Regions from separate parts of the Sus scrofa genome. Here region 2 is linked to region 1. Evidence: chromatin contacts called from public Hi-C data. All regions are on one chromosome and are shown on one strand. Each heading gives the region's core, a stretch centred on a gene start, on an enhancer-like site or on the middle of the called end of the contact. The rest is flanking DNA. Distances are from core to core; before and after follow the strand shown.

What was found. Hi-C and Micro-C count contacts between places; a contact is called where the count stands out from the background.
Region 2: a Hi-C map of embryonic fibroblasts shows a contact between it and region 1, with 2.0 times the contacts expected there. The contact joins the promoter of LEO1 here to the enhancer-like site in region 1. A contact is called at or near these places in 16 of 47 Hi-C or Micro-C datasets (alveolar macrophages, embryonic fibroblasts, fetal heart ventricle and 7 more) and 2 of 2 datasets of contacts at active chromatin or transcription factors (alveolar macrophages and skeletal muscle).

What each region holds. Positions count from the first base shown.
Region 1 is chr1:119,707,394-119,710,093 of Sscrofa11.1, forward strand. No RefSeq gene overlaps it. Among named protein-coding and RNA genes, the nearest start is that of MAPK6, 62 kb to the right of the region's middle. Within about 2 kb of position 1,433, at least 21 of the 83 cell types and tissues checked have an H3K27ac peak or open chromatin away from gene starts, as enhancers often do. A contact at or near this core is called in alveolar macrophages, embryonic fibroblasts, liver and 1 more, where this site is marked.
Region 2 is chr1:119,803,633-119,806,332 of Sscrofa11.1, forward strand. It overlaps LEO1 (RNA polymerase-associated protein LEO1), which reads left to right and starts at 1,360. Exons shown (of 12, transcript XM_003121504.4): 1 at 1,360-1,496. The coding sequence starts at 1,439.

The DNA.
Region 1 (2,700 bases), core at 183-2,682:
GCAGTGCTGTGAAAAGACTTTGACCCGAACTGGCACTGGAGATTTTGCAACCTAATGACCCCGAGAAAGGGGTTACCAGGAACTGCACTCCTGGACATGGGTCTCTTAGCAGACCTGACCTAGATGAAGCCAAAGAGCAAAGAGATGCCTCTGGCTTGCAGTGCTGACATAGCCATTGCATCCCTGCCAGCCAATTTGATTTGCAAGTGTTTGCTTATCTGGTCAGAGGGAAGCTGGGTGCATGCTCACTTACATAACCAAGCTCGTGCTCAGGAACATAGTGGGGCAGGTCCTGGCCGAAGGACTGGGGAACAAAGGTAGACAAGACATGCTCCTGGTGGAAAACATACCTCTCTCATCATGATACACAATGTGATGGGAAAAGAGGACCACTCAACCCAATCTAGGTCTCAGGGAAGTCTTCCTGGAAGAGCACTCAAGATAGTTGAGAAGGACATATGAGAGTCTAAGAGGAGGAAAGGACTCCAGGCAGAGGGAGCAGCACAGGAGGGGGAATGTGGCCTCTGTCTGGGCAAGCAGCTCAGCCTTGCTGGAGCCTGGAGTGAGTATATGGATGTGGTAAGAGGTGATGCTAGGGTGGAGGCCACTTTCTCTGCAGGGCAATACAAAGCTTTGAGGGTTTTATACAGTGGAATTAGCTGATCACTGACATGCGAATTTGCTAAAGTCACAAATCCATTAGGTACTTTTCAACCTGCATCTTGTGTGAATTCTCACCATGGTGTATGGTACTGCTGCCCTCTCTCTTCATCCTGGAGCATTCTCACACCTTGACTTCTCTCCTGGTTTTCTGCGATCCTCTCTGGTCACTTTCGCTCAGCTTCAACTTTGACTGCCTCTCCCCTCTCTGGGCTCTGAATGTTGGTGTTCCACAAGGCCTTGTCTTGGCCCCTTCTCACCATTCACTCTTTCTCTCATTTACTCCCCTGGCTTCCCATGTACCTATTACATAATAGTATCAGGGGAGAGGGGAGAGTCCAGAATCAAGCATAGGGTTCTACCTCCTGGGAGTCATGGCTGAGTCTACATGTTCATACTGAATCATGAGCAATTGTAGGATGAGTCAGGGTGGAAAGGGTCAGAATGAACAGTTCAGGGATAAGCAGAGGCATGTAGTGGCGGGGGAGGAGAGTGGCTGATTAGTATTGTCAGTGTCCTGGGTGTGAAAGAAAGTAGAGATTATGGTTCATTGTTCCCAAGTGTGGAGGCAGGGGTGGACACTGGGATGTGCATTAAAAGACCAAGTCCAAGGTCTGAGAAGAATGTGACTGCAGGGAGGTGCAGGAAAGTTAGGCCTGAATGACTCCAAAGTCCAAGAAGTCACCAAAGGCAGGGATCCAGGCCACAAGAGTAAGGCCAGCAGACTGGTGGCCTCTGGTCTGGCTGGGACCTCTGCTGTAGCGTGGGCAGGCAGGCATCCAAGGATGTACTCCCAGCCTGAGGACAAAGGCGTGGGGGTGTTGGTGGATCCTGGGTACAGTCCAGACCACACTGACACATTCATGGCAAGGCAGTGAAAGCATGAGCCATTCCTGGTCCCTTCTGTTTTTCAACCTCGTGCGTCGACAGGACAAAGAATTTCTCAAGGCTTCAACATTATAGCCACTGATAAAACAAATTCATTCTGTGCCTCATCAGGAGTAAGGTTGCAATAAAGATTCAGAATGGTCTAAAGACGTGTTTTTGTGGCATTTACAATTAATTGGAACAGGTAGATTACTCAGTACACGGTGTTAAAACAATTGGCTATTTAGAAAAAAAATTAAGTCAGAGTCCTACTTTAACATCACACAAAAATAAATCTAATAATTGGATTTATTTAATCTAAAACTTAAAAACTTCCCACAAGGAAAAGCCCAGGGCTAGATGATTTCACTGATATAGTGTACCAAACTCTCAATGAAGAACCATCAATCTTTCACAAATTCTTCCAAAAAAAAAAAAAACAGAAGAAGGAATATTTTCTAACTCATTCTATGAATACAACCCACAGAAGAAGAAAGTATTCGCAAATCACATATTTGATAAGGGAACTGTACCTAGAATACATAAAGAACACTCACAACTCAATAATAAAAAGACAACCCAATTTAAAAATGGGCAGAGGATCTAGGTAGACATTTCTCCAGTGAAGATACACAAATAGCTAAAATACACATGAAAATATATCAACATCTTTAGTCATTAGGGAAATGGAAATCAAAATCACAAAGAGTTCCTTTGTGGCACAGTAGGTTAAGGATCTGGCATTGTCACGGTGGCAGCTTGGGTTGCTGCTGTGGCACAGGTTCAATCCCTGCCCCAGGAATTTCCACATGCCGTGGGCATGACCAAAAAAAAATCACAATGAAACACCACTTCATACTTACTAGGATGGCTAAAATGGAAAAAGTTTAAATGCAGTTAACAAGTATTGGCAAAGATATGGAAAAATTGGAACCCTCATATATTGCTGGTGGTCATATAAAATGGTACAGCCCCTATGGAAAATAATCTGGCAGTTCCTCAAAAAATTAAACATAAAGTTACCATATCACCTAGCAATTCCACTCCTAGGTATTCCCTCGCTGGAATTGGAAACATACTTCAAGACATGTTACTGTATATTGCAGCATCTTTTTTGGGGGGGGGCAGGGGCACACGGGCTGTACATGGAAGTTCCCAGACTAGGGGTGGAAC
Region 2 (2,700 bases), core at 110-2,609, 96 kb after region 1:
TTCTAGAAAGTTTTAAAGTGATCCCATCTACCTGCTCTTACATCATCCACTTTGTACAGAAGACTAGGATAACATACTCAGTCCCACTTCTTGCCCATTTGAACCTTGTCAGGCACTCCTATTTGCAACAAAAATAATGCCTCAAAATTTCCAAACTAAAAATCCACTGTTGCTGTCCAAGATTAAAATCCTTATATTGATCTAGACAGATAATACTTTAACACAGGATGTACATTCTTGAAAACTAATATTTAAGTTTCCTGAAAATGACGTAGTTGTTTCGTATGTGCAAGTCCCTTCAGTTCTTTGAAATTTTATAAAAGCAAGAGGGTTTATCTAGCACTGACCTTTTAGGAAAATTCTAGTACTGTCTGATTTGATAATGTACAATCATAGCCACATTTCATAGCAAAATCAAACTTTTTTTCAGAAAAAATAAACAAGAAGCCTCTGAATAGGGTTTTTCTAGCTACGGGTTGCAATTAATTAGTAAATCATGAAATCAATTAAGTGATGCACTGCCTGTCATCATTAAAAACAAAAGCTGCAAGAGAATAAAGTAAAAGAGAATAGGAAATCTCAAGACTAAATCTTAGTAGTATGTATTGTTTTGTGAAGTATTTAATTTTATGCACAAAAGTGTGTACTGGGTTAAGATGGGACATTTTTGATGTTTGAGATACACTGTTCTAAGCCTGCATGCAGTCTTCAAAGAGCAGTCCGAGGAAGACCCTTTTAGGGGTAGGAGAGACCGTCCCTTTCCCGATCACACACACACGTGAGAGACCTCATTTTCTTCATAGGCTTCAACCAAGGCCTTTCTCAATAGAATCAGTGCAGAGTAGTTATGAGAACTCAGTTGTTTTAAGACAGATACTGAAGACTTTTCCAAAACTGTAGAACAATTCCACTCATTTTTTTTTTTTGAAAAAAAGTCACTTAAAATTTAAAAACTCTAGTTATGTTAACCTGTTTACTATTTTTAAACGATTTTAAAAATACCTCTGCCTTAATTACTAATACAGTAAATAGCAATAGAATATAACCCACATAACGACCCTTTATAGAGTTTGCAACAATTTGAGAACACTTCGTCAGTATGAAACAAAGGACTCCAGACCTGACTCAGGGCAGGTTTAACACGGCCCCAGGCCTTTCCCGGGAGAACCTAAGCGCTTCCCGCTCCACTGACACGCAGACAGGACGTTCCCCGGGTGAGAATCCTCGGGAATAAGAACAGATCTTGACGAAAATGCGTGGTCTATACGCTTAGGAGATTGGACAAGCACAGGTTCACAGAGCACACGAAAACTAGTTCACCGAAGGAAAGCAGACTTTTAGCGAATCTTTTGCGACACTGTCGCAACTCGTTGTTTCCGTGCCGTAAAGACAGTCGCGAAGCCACCCCCAGTGAAGACAGCAGCGGACGTGCGCGGCAATGGCGGATATGGAGGACCTTTTCGGGAGCGACGTCGACAGTGATGCTGAGCGTAAAGGTGGATTTGGTTGGGCTTTGGTGGAGGCGACCGTGGCGGGCCTTCTGCGACGGGAGCCAGACAGCAGTCCAGTTCCGGTTGTGCGAACGCTCGGGCGCTGAGGGCGAGTGGTAGCACTTCCTCCACTCCTGCCTTAGCGCTCCCTGCACTCCCGGCGGTGCCAGCCTACCCTGGAGGACAGGAGTGAAGGGACAGACGCAGAGCGTGCGCCTCGAGGCTCTTGGTGTCCGTGGAGCAAGCTGGGCATGTGGAGCGAAGGGGGCGCGGGGCAGGGATGGAGGCCCGGTGAGCTAGCACAGCCAGAGAAGGAACCTCGGAGCCCTGCTGTGTCCTGCCTTGCACCGGCCAGCGCAGAGTAAGGGCAGTTGTAAATGAATGGAAATTAGGTCTTCAGGAATATGGGAATAGGCCGGACGAATTTTTAGAGGGGCTCAGATGCTCTCCTGAAACGAAACCAGAGAGTGGCGTGATGGGGAGTTTGAGATGTCTGGATGAGAAGATTGGGAAGGATACCGGGGTAGGGCATTACTTGCAGGAAATAATGTGTTCTCCGAGAATCTGTGCAGAAACTCTAGAATTTGTCTGTGATATTAAACTTGGGGAACATATGAGCTCTGTGTTTGGAGGGAAAGGATGAAGGATTTGTTGATGAAATGAATTAATGAAGGTAGGTTTTATTGTGCAAGGAAGTCTTTCTGGCACAAAGACGAGCTATTTGAGTTTGAGATAGTAATAGGAGGTCTTTGAAGCGAGAAGGGGCCCAGGAACAAGTTCAGCATTCTTAAAACTCGCTAAGCTCAAAGTACTGTATCTACTTTTTTCCTTAGCATAGTGCTTGTTGTGGTTGTTTTTTTTCTTTCTCTGACTCCAATTTATTCATACTTTTTATAATCAGGGGAGCACCAGGTGGAAGTCTAGTGTGAGGGCTCTACCAGAATGGGTATCCTCAAGGTTCTGGTCAGGATAAGTCTGGAAGTATAGAGCTTTGTGTATTTGTTCCATGTGGTTTGCCAATGTTTTTTTGTTTTTTTTTTTTTTCCCCTCATCTGTACTTGTCCATATCCCATTCACCCTTCAAGGCACAGATCTATGTGAACCCTCCCAACTTGCTTCCTTGAAGTTGTTCATTCATTCAGCATTTACAAATCCCCTGTCATGTTCCAGCTACTTTGCTAGGTGTAGGGGATATAATGATGAAAAGATC